Regions from separate parts of the Mus musculus genome. Here region 1 is linked to region 2. The links are chromatin contacts, called in public Hi-C maps. All regions are on one chromosome and are shown on one strand. The core of a region is the stretch at or near the end of the contact, and the rest is flanking DNA. Distances in the headings are between cores, read along the strand shown. Region 1 has its middle 54 kb from the start of Gm31542. Region 2 has its middle 17 kb from the start of Pitx1.

Region 1 (4,989 bases), core at 2,319-4,818, 150 kb before region 2:
CAAGAGAGAAAGAGAGGCCGCGGAGACTCAGAAGTGGAGCCTGACAGACACCTACAATGATGACTGGGCCATCTCCTTTAGTTCCAGCAGTACTTGTTCCTACGTGCCTGAATTTCACGTGAAGCAAACAACAAGGGCCTGAGGGGCAGAGGGCAAGACTTTGCGGCCCTGCTACGGGTCACACAGAAGAAACACACGGCTGCCCTTTATCTCTAAAATGGGGGTGATCCAGAGCATGTTCTCTCAGGGGATTAAGTGGCTAACAGTAATGACACTCAATGGCCGGAGCAAATGTGCTCTAAGTGATTGTTTGACGAGTTAGCCAATTGACTGTCCTGCAGTCCATTCTGTCTTCTCCTTCCTCTGCAGATAAACACCAGTGTGGACTCCCCAGCTGATAATTGCCGAGGATTCCAGCGTTTTACAAAAGGGGGGGGGGGAGAGAAAGAGATGTCTTATCAGCCTCAAATCCAAAGCGCCGCTGCAGCCTCATCACGTCTCGGCTCTGTTAGAGACAGCCAAATAGCCGAGAATGGCCCCACTTAAAAGCCTTTCCACACACCGCCTCCTTGGCCTCTGGAATCTGTTATCTCGGGAGGGAGAAAGTTAAAACAAATGAATTGGGGCAGCTGGAAAAAGATGGCTCAGGCCTTTTCTTCCTCCACACAGGCACAGGCGGGTTGGAAAGCCGAGTCTCCTATCAGGGCCACCAGAGGGAGGGAATGGAATAGCCACTTTGACCACAGTAAAGGTGGTGTTTCTATGACTGGCATGCTGTTTCAGTTTGCCATAACTCTAGACAAGGGTGCTGGGCTTCAGCTGTGTACAAAGAGGAAAATGGCCCACACTCAACCACCTGTTCTTCCTCCTGAGGAGTCCATGTGAGGTTTGGTCAGAGCACTCCCACAGAGCCAGCAGCTTGCTCGGTGGGGATCAGCTGGGGCACTGAGGAACTGCTCTGTTTGTCTTGAAGGTGATCACAGAGTGGGGACCCCATGGTTCTGTTCCTCTTTGAAGTCATTCATTCCCTTGCCCCGGCAGAGCACCACGGAGCTCTTGTGAGTCCCTTGGGCCTGGTAGGACTGCTTATCAGACAGGTGTCCTGAACTCTCCCGGGGCAGCCCAGTGGGCCGATTTTTAGAAAGTTGTGTTGCCACAAAGAGAATGTCAACCTGTTCGAATTCTTCTGGAGGGTGCATGAATGGAGACAGGGCAGCCAGTTGGCTGGAGGCCATTCTGAGCACAAAGGCGGGGACCAGCTGTGCCAGGTGTGTTTAAAGTTTGTCTTCCCTTTGCTGCCCCCCCATATTTCATGATGGACACTATTGTGGGAAGGCACATTCAGTCCGCTGTGTATTTCTGTCAGAAAGGCTAGAAAGAAAAAGGGGAGGTGCTGGGCGGGAGGCGGCTTTTGTGCTGAGGTAAATAGTCTATTGCTCAGACTCTTTCTTCTCTTCGTGTTCATGGGGCCAGGAGGGTAGACATTTACTGACTCTCCTACGTTCCTTCCTCTCCATAAAAGTCTGAGTCCTAGCTCAGTAGGATTTCCCACCCCACCCCACCCCTACCCCCGCCTCCCTTGGCTGCCCAACCTATAGCAACAACTCAGTGAGTCCTTTAGTTCTCTGAAAGCACAGAGCTATGTGTCAGGCTCTTGACCACAAGGCAGTCTCCATATACATTGCTCTAAAGCAGTAGGTACCCAGGAGAAGATACATCGAAGGGTTCCTTCTACCTTAAATTACAACAGAAGCTGGGAGGAAAGGGTAGGAATCCACTCAATTACAGCAAATCAGGGTTTCACGAGGCATTAGACTAAGAAAATTATTTTTCATGGCTAAATTAGCAACAGCTATTAGGTCAAATATCAGCACGGCTACGATTTTAGAGATGAAGCATTAAAACCATTTTGCCCTCAGATAATTTAGGAGGAATTCATTCACAAAGAAAGCAGTGGGCTCTCACATTCAGCTTCCTATCTGGGGCAAAGAACAGGTGTCTGGGGTGACCAGTTACTACCCATTAAAGACCTGAGGTTCAATATAGGCAAGGTACAAGTGTGGGCCAACCGTTCTTCATGGCTGCCCTGTACAACGCTCAGGGGTGGTGCAGGTGGCTGAGCTGAGAGTGGCATGGGCCTCTGTGCATAAAGCCCATGGAATAAATAAAAAAAAACATATCTCCAGAGGGACCCAGGACCACCTATGGGCCAACAGTGGCTTCAGACCTCCTCACACACAAACATACACACATCTAAAATAGGAATGCAGGCACCGCCGTGGCCTCATACAGGGCCTCTTCCCTCAGAAACGTGTGGTAGAGATTCTCAAAGTCAAGCTGGATCCATTGGTCCCATACTGGGCTCACAGGTAACGCAGGGAGATTTGTTGCTTTGTCCTGGGGGTGGGCAGTGTTTGTGTGTGTGTCCCAAGCATGCCTGCCACCCTGTCTTATACTCCTAATCGACAAATGACCACACTAAGAGCCACATTTTGTTAAAGACTGCCTGCAGAAATATCCCGTGGGTGTACCCAAGCTCGTATGCAGCTGTTAGCTAGGAAGACAGCCCTTCAGAACACCGCGGCTCTTCTGTGATATTTGGAGGTGATCGTTGACGTTCAAACGGGAGAAGGCATGGCTCTCTCTTTGCACCAGAAGTTCCAATACACTTCTTTGTTGTTGTTTTTTGTTTGTTTGTTTTTTGTTTCAAGAAAGGGTTTCTCTATGTAGCCCTGGCTGTCCTGGAACTCACTCTGTAGACCAGGCTAGCCTCGAACTCAGAAATCCACCTGCCTCTGCCTCCCAAGTGCTGGGATTAAAGGCGTGAGCCACTTCTTTTGGATCTCTAGCGGAAGTGCCCGATACAACCCTTCCATCCAAACCCTGAGAGGCTCTATACGAAGAAAAGAAAGGGAAAGGTCTGGGCAGAACCTCTGCTCAACGGCAAGAAATCCCAAACCATGCAGGCAATGTTAGAGGCACCCCACCAAGAGGGCTTAGCCATCAGAGGAGAAGCCTTGTCTATCCCAGAAGCGCTCTTACACATCAGATCTGTGCCCAACAAGGATGGCGAGAGGAAGCCAAGAGAGGAATCAGGATGTCCAGCTCAACTGTCAGTAATCTTTTCTACAGAGGCAGGGATCTGGATATCGCATTTCTGAGAGTGCTCCATAGGGCTGTTGCCGTGATCTGGTCAGATGAACGGACGAGGAAACCCAGAATGTGCCTGAGGGGTCATCAGGAGACAGGTATTGGTCCCCAGGCCCTGTGACCTTGGGCCAAATAGGAAACCAACCCAGTCTTAAAGGATCTTTGGATACGCAGCTCCTCCCATCGCGTCAGCACCAGCAGCGGCCAACAGGTGGCAGGAGAGCTTCGGGAAGCACTCACCTGAGGGCCATGCTGGTCCCCTCACTACAGCCGGAAGAAACCAAGGTCTGGCTTTCTCGGGTCTGGCTTTCTCGCAGAGCTTGAGAAGGACTGGAAGCCACCGGGGGCTGGAACAGCCTGGGAGAGATGCAGAGAGCCACTTTGGAGTCAGGGCCTTCGCTCTAGTCCCACCAGGCACCAGCAGCGCACAGCCTCCTCGGCTGGGTACCACGGATGGAGAGCAGGATAACACCCGCCTCATCCCAGCTGCGCCCACCCAGCCAACCCCCTAGTGCTCCGGTCCAACAGAGCGAGCATCTGGCTTGCCCTCCCTGGGTCGAGGGTTTTAAATTATTTATAAAGATCCAGAGTCAGAATGGAGGTGGCTGGAGGTGAGAGAAGCTGAAAATATGGGGTCCGGACCGTCATCAGGCACCCCCCTTCTTGACTGCCTGCTACAATTACTGACATACAATTACGGTTTTTGTTTTTTAATCTGAATGGCAACTGTGGACTTTTCCCCGCGTTTTAAAAATAACTAACATTTCCTACCACCAAATTCCAGAGCTGACAGAGGGAACCCCTCGGCATGGCCGCAGGGCTTTATGATGTATCGCCCCACGCGTTAGACAGCAAAAGGAACCCATCAGCTTTAATTTGTTCTGCTCTGGTCAGAATTGAGGTCTCTAGAAGCCCGTCCATATACTTTCCAATTTTAAGTTTGAGAACGCTAAACTAATGATGTGAAACTAATGTGGTGTAACTCCAAGTGCCCTCTCTGCCAGTAGGAAATAATTTCTGCAGAGCTTCTAAAAACCAAACCAAACCAAACAAATAAATCAAATGGTTTTACAATGTGGAAAAGCCGGGAGAGCCGACTAAGTTGAAGTCCTGTTTAGGGGGAGGCCGGAGGGCTTGAGCAGCATGGAGCCAGCGACTCAGTCCCTCGCAGGAGGCTGCTGGGCTCTGGGTGTCTGCAGCTGGGAGCAGTCCTTGCTCAAACTCTGGCCCAGCACGCCTCGAGAAAGCAATCTGGGTCACAAATTCAACATGACAGTTTTAACAAATACGATTTCAGCTTTTATATTTGGATTTAGGAAGGGGATGATGGCCTTACCCGGAATCACTATTAAATAGTAAGCTTATAACATGTTTGCTGACGGCGATATAGACCCTGCTTCTAATTAACTTTAAAGCATGCTGCCGATCCTGCTTATGCCGACAAGGAAAACAAAGCTGGCTGCTGAGCAGACTCAGGCGAGAGGCAAACGTACAGAACTTGTACGAAATGGACAGGGTTTTGTTTTTTGTTTTTTGTTGTTTTTTTTTCCTACCTGAACCTGCCAGAAGAGCCTTTAAAAATTCAAGCTACTTTTTAAAGATTTACAAGATTTTTTTTCTCCCTCTACCAATTAGCATATCAATTTTTTTTTAGTATTTTAAAATAGGCTGAAAGTGGCAGCTTCAGCTTTAAGACTACAAACTTTTTTTAATGAATTTGCTTTATTATGAAATCGCAGCGTTTGTTAATGAAAGGGAATTGGTTGCATCTGTCTATTTACAGGTTGATTTTTTAAAAAATATCTACTAGTCATTTAGCCAATGTAGAAAGCAAATAAA
Region 2 (5,598 bases), core at 2,509-5,008:
ATTGCTGTTATCACATTATAATGTTCTTATTAGCCATCACAATCAGACAAAGCTTATTAACCCATTTAATTGAACCAGGCGTTGAACATCCCAGCGGCCTCATGGAAAGTGCTTGGCAAACGTGCGTGCCCCTGCAGCCTCAGAGCGCCTGGGCACCTCTCTGCCTGCCAGGTTCTGACAAGCCCGCCAGGCTTTCCTCAGACCACTCCTGCCTGTGGTCTCTCTGGGAACTTCCCAGGGCACAATAGAAATGTTCACCCCCCCCACCACCACTGCAGCCTTTCATGCACACACATGTTCACAGATGTGTGCGTGCACACAATAAAGGGTATGTCATATGAAAGTCCCCAACCCCTTAAAAGTATGGCCAAGGGACCCCACCCCCACCCCAAGCTAGCATTCCTGTTGAGCCACCAAGGCTGTTGTGGGGACAGCTACACAATCTGTAGTAAGCTGCCTCTGAGCTTCTTGGCTCTCTCCTAGTCCAGAGCCCGGAGGGACAGATACAGCATCCCCACAGCTCATCATGTTCCTGAGATTTCCCTAGCCCCTCAAGGCAGGGATACCCACTCAGTCAGGACTGAAGAGGAACCTGGGGAGCCTGTGGGTAGGGGCAGAGACCCAGATTCCAGCCACTCAGCAACTGCCATTTCTTGGGGGAGCATGCCAAGTTCATCTGTTAGGTCACTGGAACATTAGACCCTTGGTTCTCTGGAAGTCCTTGAGTTTCCCACTGGAGAGCAGGCCCTGGAGCCGTCTGCTGCTTACTGGAGTTTCCTATCGTCAAGTACATGACACCAGTATGCATGGCTTGGCTTGGCGGGGGTGGGGGTGGGGTGGGGGCTGTTGAATCGAATGTACAAGATTCATCCTCTTCAAGACGACCTCCGACCCCAGCAGAATTTCTGAATGAGCAGTCCTGGACTCCCCTGAGGGGCAGAGTTCCCACTGACTGAGCTGGAATCCCCTCCCTTCTCTGAGATCACCTGAGTCCTAAACAAATAGAGTGTGGGAAGGCCCCACCTTGCTGCTTCCTTCAGCCAGCACTGGAGTGACCACTGAAGACAGGACAATCACAAGAGCTGAGAGCACACACTTTGGAGTCGTGCAGACCTTTAGGATAGCTCACAGCATTGTCGTGTTGATATTCACTGCCGTGTAACCTGTGGAGTGCCCGGGCCCATATATGCCATGTGATCTAGGGAGTGCCTGTGTCCATGTCCGTTATATGGGGTGTTTGTCATCATGTCTATGACATTGTAGGCTCTAAATAAGCATTGGGTCTATATGCAGCCATAGTTCTCCCTTGTCAAGATTCTAAAGCCAGCATCTCTCAGGCATCCGGCTCTTAAAGCCCAGCCTCTCAGTCTACTCCCGTAACCAGGTAATTCTGGAAGAAATGTCTACACAGAGAATGAGTATGGGGGAAAAAATAGGAAAATTCAAGGGGAAACAGGCAAGAAGGAAGAAATCCAAGGATAACTGGAGTGATCTGGGAAGACTTCGTCTAAGAAGGAGCAATGTGATTGAGCCTTGAAGGATAAGTAGGTGTGGGAACAAGTGTGCAGTTGAGGTAGATCTGAGCCAGGCAAGGGGACATCCCTGGAAGAGACAGAGAGCAGAACTAGGAGGTTTAGATGCTAGGAGCCAACCTTGAATCCTGCTACCTCCAGGTCACTGCTCCCTTAAAGACATTCAAGGCCCTCAGGGTCCTAAAGCAATCATCCACTTCCCCTCTACCATCCCTTACAGGACCCCTCTCACTGTAAACTACATGGGACCTCACCAACACACACCTCAGCCCTCGCCCAGCCACTGCACACTCGAACCCCCCTTCCTTTCTGCCTGGAACACCTTCACCTTTCGTAGGTGTGCACACACAGGTGCCTGTGCACTGTCAGGTGCATGAACAAGCACACACACGCGTGTCCCTTAACATACTTTTCAGGATTAAAAAAAATGCATACTTTTTCCTGATCATAAAACACGATTAGTTCTTAATATCCATAAAGTTTTAGAATGAGTGAGAACACACTTTGCCCCCAAACTATGATTTCCACAATTATATTTCGCAATACAGATGACTGTGGTATCAACCTTGGCCCTAGAAGCCACTTTTTTCAGCCAGTTAAATACCAAGATGACCCTTTATCAATAAACTCTTTCTCCTAATGGTCACGTGTACAGATTTACAGGAACTCAGCCCACTTTCTCACCTTCAGTATGAGGTGAGGCCTCCTCCTTCCCTCCCTGTTTCTACTGCAGTCACGGTGAGCAGCCTCATTCAGCATCCCCTGCCTTTGCCACTGGGCGTCTAGGAAAGCAAATCCACATTGCCTTATGATGAGGCCACGCCCTCTGTGTTACCCAATGCAGACAAAGGGAACCCATTCTCCAAACCAGGCCAACATTAGTTTCAATATATCGTTTCTGTTACCTAAAAGGGGGTGGAAAACTCATTGCCACTGTGTGTGTATATGTGTATGTGTGTGTATATGTATGTATGTGTGTATGTGTGTGTCTATGTATGTGTATATGTGTGTGTATGTGTGTATATGTATGTATGTGTGTGCATGTGTGTGTGTATGTTTATGTGTATGTGTGTATATGTATGTATGTGTGTGCATGTGTGTGTATGTATGTGTATATGTGTGTATATATGTGTATGTGCGTGTATATGTATGAGTGTGCATGTGTATGTATGTATGTGTATATGTGTGTATATGTATGTATGTGTGTATGTATGTATGTATGTGTGTGTATGTGTGTATATGTATGTATGTGTGTATGTGTGTGTATGTGTATATGTGTATGTGTGTGTATGTATGTGTGTGTATGTGTGTATACGTATGTATGTGTGTATGTGTGTGTATGTGTATATGTGTATGTGTGTATATGTATGTATGTGTATGTGTGTGTGTGTGTATGTATGTGTGTGTGTATATGTATGTGTGGGGATGGGGGGGCGTGGAGGGTGGTATCATGCCTCGTGTATGTACAGTTTTTCACAACAGACAACTCATTCCCTTTTTCTGGCAAGAATTGGTTAAAAACAACAACAACAACAAAACAGCAACAAGGTACAAGAATAAAAACAAACCACTCCATCCCACCCAAATGCCAGCAGCTTTTTGAGATGACTCCTCCCCGTGCGGTGCCTCAGCTCCCACCGGCCAGCAGGGTATCTTCAGTTTCCCCTCCAAAGTTTTTCCCTAACCCTGCCTGGTCAGCCACTTGTGCCTGCTCAACACACCCACTTGTACACAGCCAAGCCTCCATGTGGTTCTGCTGTACAGGAGCCCAGGGAAAGGCACCTCCTAGGCCAAACCCTCTCTCTGCCTGGGTTGTAATTTCCTGATTAGGCACCACAGTCACCACCCTCTCCTCACACACTGATTGCTTCCTGTGGTCCTCTCTCTCTCTAGGGTTCCTGGAGCTCCAGGACTAGACTTCAGAGGGCCCTACCAAGCACTGGGGACAAGCCAAGGAACTAGCCAAGCCAGGCCTGTGTGAGCCCCACTCCCTCCCTCCCTCCCTCCCTCCCTCCCAGTCAGGCAGACTGTAGTCAGAAGGAATCACAGCTTAAATTTTAACATTCGAGAAAGAGCTTTAACGAGAAAGAAAAAGGTCTCTATGCTCCACCAGAACAAAGGGGTGCGTGTGTGGCCCGGGTTCAGATACCAAACGCCTGCGTGCTGATCTTGGCTGCGTGGGCTTCACTCAGTGCCAGCCTGCCCACCTATAAAACAGCACTGAGGATTCCTCCAGAGGCTGCTACACGCAGAGGGGCTGCAGAGCCCGGCGTGCTGGGCTGGACCTGCTCCTTGCTTGTACCACCTTGAATAGATTACACCTCCTCTTCGAACCTCAGTTTTGCCACCTGCTGCATGGGAATCGTGACAATGCCTGAGACTGTGTGCTATGCTTAAACTTGTCCACATTTAGGAGGCTGATAAACAGAAGCGCAAGCAAGCAGAAGGCAGGGCTTCTTCAGCCAATAAAGACAGAAAGAACCTGTGGTCCTGGCCTGAGCTCGCTAGGCTCCTCCTCCTCTGGCTCAGCATCAAATTTGGAAGATTTTTTTTTTTTTACCCTGGGTAGGGTTCGGGGACAGTGGGAGATTCTGCCCTCAGCCCCTCCCTCTCCCTGTGGCCCATATGCACAGGCTTCAGTCAGTTCTGTTTCTTGGGGCTGAAAAACAAAGTTTTCATTGCCCTGTGGCCTCTCCCACTCTCCATCTTTGAGCCAACAGTTCCATTTTGCAAAAGCCAGCCACGTTTGGTGCCACCACCCTCCAGGATACTAGATATGGCTTCTGGTGATCACTGGAGGCTTAATCCATATGTCCTCTTGTTTGTTTGTTATTTTGCTTTTGTTTTGTTTTGTTTTTGAGAGATAGGGCCTTTCTGCATATCTCTGACTGTCCTAGAACTCACTATGTAAACCAGGCTGGCTTCAAACTCAAAGATCCACTTGCCTCTGCCTCCTGACTGCTGGGATTAAAGGCATCTACCACCATGTCCAACCTTCTTAACAGTTTCCAGTTCAAAGATAATCTTGTCTTCTCTCTGTCTGTCTCTCTCTGTCTGTCTGTCTCTCTGTGTGTGTGTGTGTGTGTGTGTGTGTGTGTGTGTGTGTCTGTGTGTCTGTGTGTGTGTGTGTTTCTGTCTGTCTGTCTGCCTACCTATATCTCTATATCTTCATTTCTCTATTTCTCTACATCTCTATCTTGAAACCCAGGCACACTAGGCAAGCTCCCCCTCCCCAAGATAGACACTTATGCCCCAGAGGATCTTTAATATAATCTAAATAAAATCCAGGCTCCGCATGGTCTAATATATTACTCACTGGGCCCCATCAAAAAGTTCAGTGCAGCAACTTAACCCTGGCAGTGGTAGCACACACCTTTAATCCAACACTCAGGAGGTAGAGGCAGGTGGATCTCTGTTGAGTTCAAGACCAGCCTGGTCTACAGAAGGAGTTCCAGGACAGCCAGGGCTACATAGAGAAACTCAGTCTCAAAGAGAAAAAAAAAAAAATCCCAATGATGACTTCTATCCTGCCCAGAGAACAGCAGGGGTCCAGTTCTCAGCCCAGAAGGACACTTCAGATCCCCTCTCCCTCTCCCCGTCCCTAACTGCTGTCTGGCAGATGCTCCAAGCCTACTGTCCACTCGGTACTCTCTGCTTCGCCACTACCCTGGCTCTCCATCACAGGAGAGCTAACCAGGAGCTAGCCAAGACCCAGGCCTGCACAGCACAGTTCTTACAGGGTCTGACACACAAAGCCTCTAATGAAATTAAAACAGCACACAGGAAACGGTGGCACAGCCAACCAAGAGCAAAGAAATTCTCTCTGGGAAGAGCAGTCTAGAGGTGGTGTGTCCATCATATTGAATCCCTTCTTTTCTGCCCACATCTCCTTTCTGAGAAGGAATTCAGTCACCTTGGCCTCCTCAAGTGCTTGCAGAACAACCAAGCAGCCCCATGTGGGATGCAGGACAGAGTGAGAAGCAGGCAATGATTCCGTGCCACTGGGACCATTGCCTGTCAAAGGCCCATTTTGTTTCCAAGGCCCTGTGTTGTCTTTGAAGCATGG

The links. A called contact is a pair of places that touch in the nucleus more often than the background predicts.
Region 1: a contact with region 2 is called in a Hi-C map of the N1E-115 cell line, with 5 times the contacts expected there. The contact joins two enhancer-like sites. A contact is called at or near these places in 2 of 15 datasets of contacts at CTCF or cohesin (large pre-B cells and pro-B cells), 20 of 484 Hi-C or Micro-C datasets (the AtT-20 cell line, the N1E-115 cell line, cardiomyocytes and 14 more), 9 of 115 datasets of contacts at active chromatin or transcription factors (craniofacial prominence, embryonic basal ganglia, embryonic forebrain and 6 more) and 1 of 9 other capture datasets (embryonic stem cells).

Annotation. Positions count from the first base shown.
Region 1 is chr13:55,961,825-55,966,813 of GRCm38.p6, reverse strand. No RefSeq gene overlaps it. Among named protein-coding and RNA genes, the nearest start is that of Gm31542, 54 kb to the right of the region's middle. Within about 2 kb of position 3,568, at least 26 of the 459 cell types and tissues checked have an H3K27ac peak or open chromatin away from gene starts, as enhancers often do. A contact at or near this core is called in the N1E-115 cell line, where this site is marked.
Region 2 is chr13:55,811,546-55,817,143 of GRCm38.p6, reverse strand. It overlaps a transcript of Catsper3 not described here. Among named protein-coding and RNA genes, the nearest start is that of Pitx1, 17 kb to the left of the region's middle. Within about 2 kb of position 3,758, at least 3 of the 459 cell types and tissues checked have an H3K27ac peak or open chromatin away from gene starts, as enhancers often do. A contact at or near this core is called in the N1E-115 cell line, where this site is marked.